Linked DNA regions of Triticum aestivum: region 1 is linked to region 2. Evidence: chromatin contacts called from public Hi-C data. All regions are on one chromosome and are shown on one strand. The core of a region is the stretch at or near the end of the contact, and the rest is flanking DNA. Distances in the headings are between cores, read along the strand shown. Region 1 holds the start of LOC123094947. Region 2 holds the start of LOC123092561 (kinesin-like protein KIN-5B).

Evidence for each region. Hi-C and Micro-C count contacts between places; a contact is called where the count stands out from the background.
Region 1: a Hi-C map of leaf shows a contact between it and region 2, with 4 times the contacts expected there. The contact joins the promoter of LOC123094947 here to the promoter of LOC123092561 in region 2. A contact is called at or near these places in 2 of 5 Hi-C or Micro-C datasets (both in leaf) and 1 of 1 datasets of contacts at active chromatin or transcription factors (leaf).

The regions. Positions count from the first base shown.
Region 1 is chr4B:434,420,263-434,426,147 of IWGSC CS RefSeq v2.1, reverse strand. LOC123094947 reads left to right here and starts at 3,489. Exons shown (of 9, transcript XM_044516804.1): 1 at 3,489-3,631; 2 at 3,971-4,075; 3 at 4,150-4,201; 4 at 4,292-4,398; 5 at 4,483-4,577; 6 at 4,727-4,882; 7 at 5,067-5,141; 8 at 5,233-5,298; 9 at 5,404-5,810. The coding sequence starts at 4,021. The coding sequence ends at 5,607.
Region 2 is chr4B:433,585,841-433,591,920 of IWGSC CS RefSeq v2.1, reverse strand. It overlaps LOC123092561 (kinesin-like protein KIN-5B), which reads left to right and starts at 3,545. Exons shown (of 23, transcript XM_044514361.1): 1 at 3,545-3,922; 2 at 4,185-4,311; 3 at 4,678-4,833; 4 at 4,908-5,248; 5 at 5,331-5,469; 6 at 5,888-5,985. The coding sequence starts at 3,717.

The DNA of each region.
Region 1 (5,885 bases), core at 2,240-4,739, 830 kb before region 2:
CAACTTAATTGCATTTGTTGTCCACAGCTTCTGTAATGTTTGACTTTCTTAAATCCTGAAGACATATGCACCCTTTCCGATCCTTATCTTGTGCAACAGTTATACTTAATCTTCTAGCGTCATAGGTTTTGCTGCATTTTCTGTAAGCCTGGAGATATATGACTGCTGGCTGTATTTTGCTTCCAGAGATGTTGAAGTGTTCTACATGCATATCTTGTTGGAGGGCTATACTTTTTTTTTTGAGAATTTGGAGGGCTATACTTAAGTGAACTAAATTAGTTTTGTTGCCCACAGGCCACGGCTTCTGTAATGTTTGACTTTTAGTGAAGAGTTTAATACATCTTCAAACAAGATTTAGATAGACAAATGTTTTACGAGCTTGTGCTGAAAATCAAATAAACATGCATCTTACTTTTTCATAGTACGGGTCATGAAAATATGCTGCTAAGTGATAACATTTTCAAATCATTTGGAGCCTTGGACACGTAACCAAATTCTTTCAATGGATTCTGCAAAACTAGATTTTTTTGCTCCCTCTTTCAGTGAACTATTTCTGAATCCATTCTAGTTATGAAGGGCCTGATATTTATGGTAGGAGGTGCTGATTATTATTATTGGTCATATAGAGCTTTGGTAATTTAGTCTATCCTTGACGGAGACACCTGAACTCCTATCATTTGACTATTCGAGCTTTCAGTTTTGTTCCGTCACCAAAAATCGACAACAAGGATGTCCTTGCATAAGAGTCAAGATTCTCTTAACCATAAACCAAGTGCTTTGCAAATCGAGTATCTTATCTGACATATCAATCATTGAGCTTTATTCTGCATTTAGTTACCTTGCATCTTCCAAATCTGTGTCTGCTGCCGTAATGCATAAAGGTTATTGTTTCGAGTCACTTTCGTCTATGAGTAGTTTCTTCCAAGTTTGATAATTTGCTTCATTTAGATGCCGCCTGCATTTCAAATGGGTTAGCCTGCACGCAATGTTTTTTCCCTGCGGTGGCTTCAGTCTTATATCTTTATCTTGTGTAGCTTGGGCGCTCCGGTTGCACTTTCGACTATCCGTGTGAAGTCAGATGAGTTAGCCATCACGCTATGTTGTTCCTATTTTTTGCCATCTATCTCTGCATCATTTTTTATGTCTGTCGTCTCGTAGTTAAGTGAGATATACGCGGTACATCATCCTGGCTGTTTTAGTTTGGTGTAATGATCTGTACTGGCAAGGTATGATCTACCTGAAAAATTCTTAGTCACCTTGTTTCCCCTGGCCGCCCACCTGCTTCCATATATCTGTGTATGGAGGGCATATTTTCTGGTTGAATGAACACTGGGTTTACCTGCCACAGATGAATCCCTGATTCTCCTCGGCAGTATCAGCCAAATGCAAGCTTTCCAGGCACAAGATTTCGACGATTCGAATCACGGCACTGGGCTCGTTTGCCCTCTTGTGCTCACATCTTATGTGCATAGATTAGGCTTCGCAGTAGGTTAAGCCTGAAGTGGTTGATACCAGAGTCGCCCTGGTCAATGTGGGGCATGTGTCCGTCATTTAGCACTGCTGAATCACTCACTACTCTTTGTTGCTTAATTGGTACAGTAGTAGCTACAAACAAGCGAGACTGCTGCGACATATCACTTGTTTTCTCATGCGATGAATTGATCCTCTGTGATATCCACAAACCGAGTCGAATTTGGTTATCCATTCTTTTCTCTTGCAACAAATCATAGCTTGGTGAAAACAATTGCCATCTGATCTGCTGCAGATAGAGGAGGCGGCCAAGGGCTCAGGCACAGATGTGGACTCGTCGGCAAGAACTATTCTAAACTAGAAAGACGGCACGGGTGAAAGCGATTGCTTCTTAACTTTCTTTTTTATTTTTATGTGTGGAGAAATTCTCATAACTTGCTAAAGCAGGCGTGGGGACATGGTCGGAAATCCCACACCGGAAAACTTGAGGTGAAACGCGTCTGAGTTGAAATAAAGTGGTGAAATTCGGCTACCAGTTACCATTTGGGGCAGAAAAGGCTTGGGGTCTACTCCCTCCATAAACGCTCTTTTACTTCTTTATTACAGAGGGAGTAGTAGTCTTTTGTTTCCAACTTTGTCTTGAAACGGCAGGCCGCAGGCGTCAACTTGTTGACTTGGTGCATCCTATTTGTCGAGTCTGATCTAACCCTTTTTAGCCACCGCAACCGCAACCGCGCGTTTGCGTTTCTTCCACAAGAGATTGATGTCTCTGTGCACGCCACCATGTTGAGGAAAAAACGCTGAATTTGGAGTGTGGTCGTGAGAGGAGCGAGCGCCTGTCTATGTTTAGCAGCATAGAGCGGCTGCGTTTTCGAACAAAACAAAATGGCAGGTGCAGATACCACATTTACGTTCCTGGCTAACAAATGCAGCATTATCATTCATGAACGTATCTTGACGCATTATTACCTACTCCCTCCGTCCCAAAATGAGTGTCTCAGGGACGGAGGGTGTGGAGTAGTATACTAGCTGCCGGAGTATTATTTTTTTCTTTTACTGCGAGGCGAGGTGATCGTGTCCGTCTTCCAAGCGATCTGCTCTGCTTCGAGGCTCCGCTGAATCCAGCCGTTGAAACTTGACAAGCACCCTTCCTTTGTCGCGACGAGAGCTGCGATCGGCTGCTGTTTTGGCGCACGGTGAGCTGTGATGTCTGTCTCAGGAAAACAAGCAGCAGATTCTCAAAAAAAAAAAGAAGGAAGGAAAACAAGCAGCTCAGCTCAAACAGAAACGCGACGCGACGGAGCTTAAACAATGGGGCGGCCGGCCATGCCCCGCGGCTCGGTCTCGGGTGTTTGGTTAGATATATAATCATGGCCTTCGACGGACGCAGCTTAAACAATCGGCTCGGCCGCCATAAAAAACACTGTGCCGCTGCCTCCAACTGACCCTGACACGATAAAGAAGGGAACTCAAACCCTTGATGAGCAGCAGTTGGGACATCGGTCAACCGGACACGGACCGGCGTCCCGACACTCGTCAGCCGTCACGACGGCAGGACAAGCGCCCTGCGCCAAAAAGATGTCGTTTTCTAGCACCACTACATGGTACTCCTGCCCAAGCGGAACGGCGCAGTTGGTTCGGCAATGGTACGAGTAGATTACCCAACAGATGGTAACGCATTTGCAACAGTGATTGGATCAGATCAGCCTTGAGCCAATCATGCCAGTACTGATGACATCTGCGTGTAATAAGTCAATGCAGGTTACTATGTGGCTTGAACGGCCGGGGCTTGGATTTATTTACGAGAACCGGGAGGTGTGGTGGCCCTGCTATTTAAGGAACGAGTATAATGGCCTTCTCCATCCCGTTTTCCCGTGCCCTCCTTTGATTTCCTTGGCCTCTCTCTCTCTCACGTGTTTATTTTGGCAACCTACTGTAGCTCGGACGGACGGACAGACGGCTTATAATTAGCAGCTGCAGCGGCGCCAGTGAAAACGGCAGGAGAGGAAGAGGGGAAGGCGAAAACCAAACCACGCATGCAATTTATAGGAGTACCTTGGACTTAACCGGCGGAGTAGCAGAGTTCTACTCTACTTATTTTAGCGGCCTCTCTCTCCACGAGACCTCTCCTCTTCTCCCGCGGTGCATGCTCTTCCATTGGGTAACTACCGATGAGCCTTACGGTTCCATCTTTCTTCCTTTCCTTCCGCATTGCCGAGCAACGTTGTTGTGCTGGATTGTGAATCTTCTTCTTTCTTCCTCGTCCACTTTTCGTGCCGTTTCTGAATCTTGTAGTATTATGTTATTTATATATATTTTTCTCGTGAAAAAACACCATCTTATTTACGTTCTTATTACTATGTTGCCGGGTCTTTCATAGTTCGTGTCCTCAAGTTGTAGATCACCAGAATAAAGCTGGAATTTCTCGTGCCGTGTGGTTCATGTTTGGGCTCTTCATTTTGCCTCACCGGAACTGAATGTGTCGTCGTTTCCGTTCCAGGTGATGAAATCCTGGGAGCTGCTGGCAGATCGAGTCTGATCGCAACCACAATGTGGAACTGCTCGGCGCCGTCCCCGCTCTTGCTGCCCTTGAGCGACGACTACGGTACATTTCCGTGCCCCCGCCACGCGATTCTCTACGATGATGTCTCTGAAATCATGTTCTGTTTTCAATTGCAGTGAAATGTGAATCCTCGAATTCTGCGCCCGGAGCCGCGGGTTTCGACGGAATGTAAGTTATCAAACCGTTTGGTCCCGATACTAACTGCAGTTTCCCGCGTGAACTGGCTGGCTGAAGCAATTGCTCCTTCCCCGTGAGCAGAAGCAGGCTCGCCGCCGACTATGGCCATCTCTGCCACCACATGTCGTCGCTTCAGAGCCTTCCGGCGCCGGCTCTCTTCGCCACGCGCAGTTCCGAGAGCTTTTTCGGTACGTCCTTATTTACTTCCTGTTAGAGTTTTCTCTTTGCTTACTTGTTTCTGATCTGATCTCACTGCCCGCCGGTGAACCTAGGAATGGGAGACGGTTCTGCCTACGGCGGCGACGGTAGGCCTGCTGCGTTCATGCACTTCGGCTACACCCAGGACCAGCCACCTACTGCTGCTACCGTACTGCCCTTTACTCTATTATTATCATTGCCATTTTCTTTTCTTTTTTTTTCGAAAAAAGGGGGAAAAAAAGGAAGATCGATCTGAAGATACAAAAACCGAAGGTGATGTGGCGTTTACGTCTGTTAGGGTGTTTGTTTTTCTGTCAGCATCCTGTGAGATGGACGGCAGCAGGCGGCGAGACGATGGTCTGTGACGGAAGCAGCTTCAGTGGCTCCAAGAGGCGCAAGACAACGACGACGGACAGCCGGCTGCAGGGCAGCAGCGCAAAGCCAAGGAATACTACTACTACAGCAGCTGCCAAGGTGACGTTGCGTTTGCCTTCTCCCTTTTTTTATCTGCTGGATTCATAACAGGGCCGTGTGTCTGTCGGATACTCGTAGTACACTTGAAGTGACACTGGGTTGATCAGCTGCACGGAATAAAACGATTTTGCACGGCGCAACCGGGTGACACGGATTTGTGACCAAAACAGTTGCATCCATGCAGGCACCGTGCAAGAGGAGCCAGAAGCTGGGGGACAAGATCACCGCGCTCCAGCAGCTGGTTTCCCCCTACGGCAAGGTAAAAAAAAAATGTGCATGCTGCCGTTTTCTTGGTTCTCCATGAAGTAGCCCGAAGCCACTCCTGAACACGATCCCTACACATCTTGCAGACGGACACCGCGTCGGTTCTCCACGAGGCAGCCGCTTGCATCAGGAACCTTCACGACCAAATTCAGGTGACCAAAAGTTCCAAATGAATAAATAAATCAGGTGACCAGCGCCTGAATGTTTCGTCATTTCTGCATGTCACACGCGGTGCATTTTCCTATCGCTTGCTGCAGATCCTGGCCGCGCCCTACCCTGGAGAGAGCTCCTCGCCGTCGTCGTCGCGGGATGCCGGAGAAGAGCCAACGACAGGTCTGCGCCGGCGTGGCCTCTGCGTGGCCCCGCTGTCGCCGGCCGTTGTGAGCCTCGTGTCCGGCGCCGCCCGTGCCCGTGGCAGCGCTCATGCCGACGTGGGGGGTGCTTGGTTCGCTGCTCTGTAGCTCAACTGAAGAAGATTACGTTGGTATAGAGTCTATATGTAGATGAACGGTACGGGACACGACCAGATAATCGTCACCACGTCCTTCCATGACAAATTTACAATGCTAGCTAGTTACTCCTACGGACATCCTAGAATAACTTCACTGGTGAAACGTCACTGGCAAAAAGAGAATTGTTAAAGCTCCTACGGATATCTAGTTTCATGGATAAATACAGGCTCTAGTTTTATTCTCATGATTATATACGAGTACCATGCAAACCTGGACTTCTTTATGCT
Region 2 (6,080 bases), core at 2,296-4,795:
ACACCCTGATCAGCGATTTCGGCTTTTCTTGGGAGACTTTGATTTTAGCGAAATATAAGCCGCCTCCACGGCCGTTAGATGCGCAGCATCACAACCGTCGCTTTGCCCTCTCACGGATGCATCGCTCTCCCGCAGCACAACACGCCCTCCACGAGCATTGCTTTCTCTTCAGTACTCCGCTGGTCACCACTTGCCCCTGATGCAGTTGACCACGTCCTCAGCTGGCTGGCGCTCGCCGGTGATGCTGCAAACCTCCGCCTAGCGCTTCATCGCAACACTGAGACACCGTCAGCGAGCGCTCCATTGCAGCGCCCGGAGCTGTATCGCAGCTCCAAGACCGCCGGTGAGCGCTTCATTGCAGCGTCGGGAGTGCCGGCGAGCGCCCCATTGCAGCACCGGCAAGCTCTCCATTGCAGCGCCGGGAGGGGGCTCTGGCGAGTGCTCCATTGCAGCGCCCCTGAGTGCTCCATTTCAGCACCGACGAACTCTCCATTGCAGCGTCGGGAGCGCTGGCGAGCGCTCCATTGCAGCGCTAACAAGCAATGGCGAGCCCTTCACTGTAGCGCTGACGACCACCGTTGCAGTACTCAATTACAGCAATAGCGGCAAGCAGTGGACGTTTCCCCTTTGGCTTTGCAACAACGAGCAGCAGCAATAGCGGAGTAGAGAGCAAAGTTTGTGGCAGCGGGTGGCCATCGATTTGCTGGGGCTGGCCTCGGTCCAGAGGAAGGGGGAAGAGCATGAGAAAAGGAGAGAGAGGGGATCTGCAGGAGACGAGAAAGAAAGCGAGCATGAGGTAAACGACGATACCGGCTGGAAACGTGTGGCTATGGGCTTCCTGCGTGGAGATAAGGCCGATGGTAAGCGGCGCATGGGCCCAGCCAGGGGACGCGTGGCGAAAGCTGGACGGGGCTTACAATCATGTAAAATCATCCGACTGTTTTTAAACCTTTTTCTAGCGAAATAAGTCGGGTCGCCAGCCGTGTGATCCATTCTTTCCAACCCTTGGATACGTCAACGCACGCCGAGTCGCTGACCTTTCTCTCTCGCGTCGCGTTCAACCAGCCCTCCTGCTTCGATCTCACAGCACCGCATGTCTCCGTAGCACCGGAGAGCCGCCCTGACCAGAGCTCCACAACAACACCAAAACGCTACGTCTAGTGGCCGGCGAGCGCTCCGGCGGAGCTGCAATGGAGCCAACGGCGAGCGCTCCAATGCAACACCAAAAGCTTCCCTCTAGAGCCGTCGCCGACGTTGCATCGAGCCACTGCAGCGCTGCACTGAGCCGTCGGCGAAGCTCCAATGCACCCGCGGCCGCGCTCCAACGACCCCGGCAGCGCTCCATTGCAGCCCCGGTTGCACTTCATTGCGGCGCCGGCGATGACAACGTATGCTGCGATGTAGCACGCGGCGGCCATGGCGGAAGTTGCGATGCAGCGCACGATGACAACGACGCAGGCTGCTTCGCCGGAGCTATAGTGGAGCAGCGGTGCAGCGACGCGAGGCGACGGCGGTTTGCAACAGCGGTGAAGAGCATGGCGTGTAGGAGCAGGCATAGCAGAAATGTGAGCGGTGGCGGCACCGGTGGCGATGGCACTGCCATGGTTGTGTTGTGTCGCAGGAAGAAGAAAACGAGGAGAAGAAACGAGCGGCTCAACGCGTGCAGGAAAGAGATAAAGGAATGAAAGGATAAGGGAGAAGGAGAGATAAGCGGCTTGTTGGGCCCACCAGACGCGTGGCGAGCATTAAAGGTATTGAATTCATGCTCCAGCCAGTTGCTCCAAAAGTCCGAACTGTTGGAGGGAGGCGGGCAATATATTTCAACACTCCCCCTCACGTCTAGCCTATTTTAGTCCTTAGACGTGAGATCGATGTAGGCCGCATAATTATTTTATTTAATACTGCGCTAGTAGGGTCTTGAACTCAAAACCTCTTGCCTCGGATATCATATATTGAATTTATGCTCCACTCAGTTGCTCCAAAAGTCTGAACTGTTGGAGGGAGACGGGCAATATATTTCAACAACAGGCAACTTACGAAGCGCGTTGATCAGCCGGTTTATTTAAACCGATTTCCTTGATTTTTTGTTTTTGAGGGAAAGGGAAGGCTTTGATGGGAGCTTCTATGCGCCGCTCGTTGCGGCAAACGGTCGGCCGCCCGCACAGGAGTGCTCCGACTGGGCCGGCCCATGTGTAGCGCAAAAGAATCCTCAAAAAGAAGTAAAAGTGCAGCGGCAAGGGATCGAACTCACGCCAGACAGTTGATTACGCGAGATGCTAGCCACCACACCAACTGTGAGTTCATAGTAAGAAACTGAATGCATCACTTTTAATATACTGTGATAGTATAACATACAAATTTGCATGATCATATTTGCTGTAGCGTACAGATTTTTCAATTGTTGCACACATTTTAGAAAACACGAACAATTTTTTGGAAAATTTCAGATTTGGAAATAGTTTTTGAATTACATAAAAAGAATTAATATTACATGCAGTTTTTGAAAATTTCAGAAGATTTTCGAGAAACAAGAACAAATTTGTAAACATGTTTTTTTAAATGCCAAACTTTTTTTGAAATGTTTCAAACATTTTCTGAAATGGAGAACAAATTTTAAAGAACGAACATTTTTTGAATCTTGAGAACAAATTTTGAAACGGAGAACAAATTTGTAAGCACGAACATTTTTTGAATCTTGAGAACAAATTTGGGAGTGCGAACAATTTTTTAAAGCACGAACATTTTTTAATCTTGAGAACTAATTTTAAAACAGAGAATAATTTTTAAAAATCCCGAACAAATTTGGAAGTGCGAACAATTTTTTAAAGCACGAACATTTTTTTAATCTTGAGAACAAATTTTGAAATGGAAAACAACTTTGGAAAATCCCAAACAAATTTGGAAGCGCGAATATTTTATGGAAAAGGGAACAAACAATTGAAATCCGGTACATTTCTGCATTTCAAAACTTTTCAACTATTTGTGTAACAATAACAATGTTTGAATCTTGAGAACTTCTTTTGAAACCTCAACATTTTATGGAAACACGATTTTTTTTTGAATATTTTGAAATTCTTTTGATAAAAAAAAGGAAAGGAAAAAAGAAATAAAAAACCAAAGAAAGAAAACAAACAGAAAAATCGAAAAAAGAAAAAAGAAACAGAAATAACTAAAAACCAAAAAGAAGAAGAAAAAATAAAAAATAAACTAGAAAACAAAGGAAAAAGAAAAAGAGAAACAGAAAAAGAAGAAGAAGAAAGGAAAAGGAAAACGAAAAAAACAGAATACACAGGAAAAAACTGGGTTCAGATTTGGGCGTACTGTGTACTGCTCGAACTGGGCCGGCCCATCTCCTGTCCCAAGCATGCTTGCCCTGTGCGAATCCCCGACACTTCGCCGCAGCGAGCGGCGAATAGGGTTTTCCGGCTTTGATTGCAAGAAGAAAGTGACATCAATCTCGCTCTGCGCAGTGGGCCGTTGCCCACGCGTTTAAGGCCCACTATCCCAATGCCTCCCCCATTCACACCCACTCCCCACTCCCCGAGACCCCATCGCTGTGTTCATTCAAAATTTCAAAACACGCGAAAAAGGCGTCCTCCTCTTCCTCTCGCCCTTCTCCCAAATCGCGGAGCCGAATCCAACAGAAACCACGCGGATTTCGCCCCAATCCGCCTCCAAATCCAAGCTCCGGGGTCGCTTTAGGTGGCGTCGCCGGGATGGCGCATACCCCGAACCCCAGCCGGCGGTCGTGGGTGAGCCCGCCGACCCCCTTCCTCACGCCGCGACCCGAGCGCCGGGAGCTGCGGTGGGCGGAAGCGGGCTCGCACAGCTCCGTGCGCCGCAGCGGCGTAGGCGCCTGCAGCATCAACGGCGGCAATGACAGGGACCGCGAGGCGAACGTGCAGGTCGTGCTCCGATGCAGGTGAGGTGCTCTCGCTTTGGCCCCGCCGAGCAAAATCTTTGTAAGCCATGCTGTGATGCTCCAAGTAGCAGCCTAGGACTAAGGCGAATCGTGGCGTAGTCAGTGGGAATTCTAGCTTTTATCTCTGATTGTCAACTGTGTAGTGACAACGGAAATTTTGGGCAAATTGCTGCTGGTGCTAGTTCATGTTGTTAAAGACTAGGAGTCAGTTGCACATCTCCACGGTGTCTCTGATTCGTTTTTATGACTGGTGCATGGTTAGACCGCTAAGCGTGGAGGAGCAGAAAGCGAATGTCCAGAGTGCCGTCTCCTGCAACGACACCAAGAGGGAGGTCACAGTTCTGAACAGTCTATTCAAGCAAGCAGACAAAACATTCACCTTTGACAAGGTAAAGTTACTATTGATCCCTGTGCTTGCTGCTTATGGTCTATGGATTTTAAATAGTTTTCGTCATTCGGTTATCACTAATTTTAAACGATTAAAATCTTGTGTCTCACAAATCTGTAACATGATGATTATACAAGTGCTAAATACTCCTACATGGTTATTCCATTGTTGTATACTTCATGTACTCTGTTTATGTGTTGATGATTTGGCCCTGTTGCTTTGCATCTTCTTTATTTAAATGATGGTTGTGTGCATGTGAGGATGCAGAGGCCTGGAGGTTTGACATTCCTTTTCGAAAAACACCCCTACATGATTGACGTAGATTCACATGGTTTTTCATTTATGTACAGTTGTTATTTTATACCAGGTATTTGGCCCAAAATCTCAGCAGAGGGCAATATATGATCATGCTGTTGCACCAATTGTCGATGATGTCCTTGAAGGCTACAATTGTACTGTCTTTGCCTTTGGACAAACTGGAACCGGGAAAACTTATACTATGGAGGGAGAGATGATGCAGCAGGTACTAAAATATTTGGACATCGGCTTAGAAGTTACATGCAGCAACTGAACAATTTGCTTCATCTGCCTTTTTAGGTAGGTGAACTGCCAGCTAGTGCTGGTGTCATGCCAAGAGCAGTGCGCCATATTTTTGACATTTTGAAAGCACAGAAGGCTGTCTATAGCATGAAGGTAACCTTCTTGGAGCTCTATAACGAAGAAATAACAGATCTGTTGGCTTCAGAGGACCAAAGTAGATTCCCTGAAGATAGACACAAAAGGCCTACTATATCTCTTATGGAAGATGGCAAAGGTGGGTCTGTCATAAGAGGCCTTGAAGAAATTGTTGTCTACAGTCCTGGTGAGATATATAGTCTGTTACAACATGGATCAACTAGGAGACGCACTGCCGACACTGCACTGAATATGCAAAGCAGGTCAATGACCATTTCACTTCTTTTTTTGGGTTCCAATAGTGGACGTGTTGAATACTGATCATTGTGTATCCTGTACTTGCAGCCGTTCACATTCTGTCTTTTCTATATATATCCATGTCAAAGTAACAACAACAGGGAATCAGGAACTCATGAAATATGGGAGGTTGAACCTTGTAGACCTGGCAGGATCAGAGAGTATAGCTCGATCAGGTGCAAAAGAGGTACTTACCATTACCAACTAATAAGTGATTATATCAACTGTTTGTCATACCCCATCCTATTGGGACGCATGGGTTAATCGTCCATATTTTCACTTGGTTGAACTGGTAAAGTACACACTGGAAGATGATAAATTGTATATCCTGCTGTCCCATTTGAATAGTTGTTTCGAAGAAGGCTTTTCAGTTAGGTATGTTGTAGGCCTTATACATAACCATCTTATCTCCAAAGCAATTTCTTCTCAGCAAAAAAAGAGCACTTGTTCTTGGTAAAGTGACAACGAATGTTTTGATGTGTTTTCTGTTGTCATAACTGGATATTACTACACACATTTAAATCTTATTGTGATGCTAACTTAGGATGTTAATTCTTATTACATGTCAATCCATCTTGAAGTCATGATTTGTGGCATGCTGGTAGGTTAGAGCAAGAGAAGCTGGAGAGCTGAATAAGAGCTTACTAACACTGGGTCGTGTCATCACTGCACTTGTTGAAGATTCAGTTCATGTACCATACAGGTAGTACCTGCCGTTTCTCATAATAAATCAGGAAGATTACGCATAATTTATTCATTATGCATAGCAGTAATACATATTCATTTTGATACTTTACC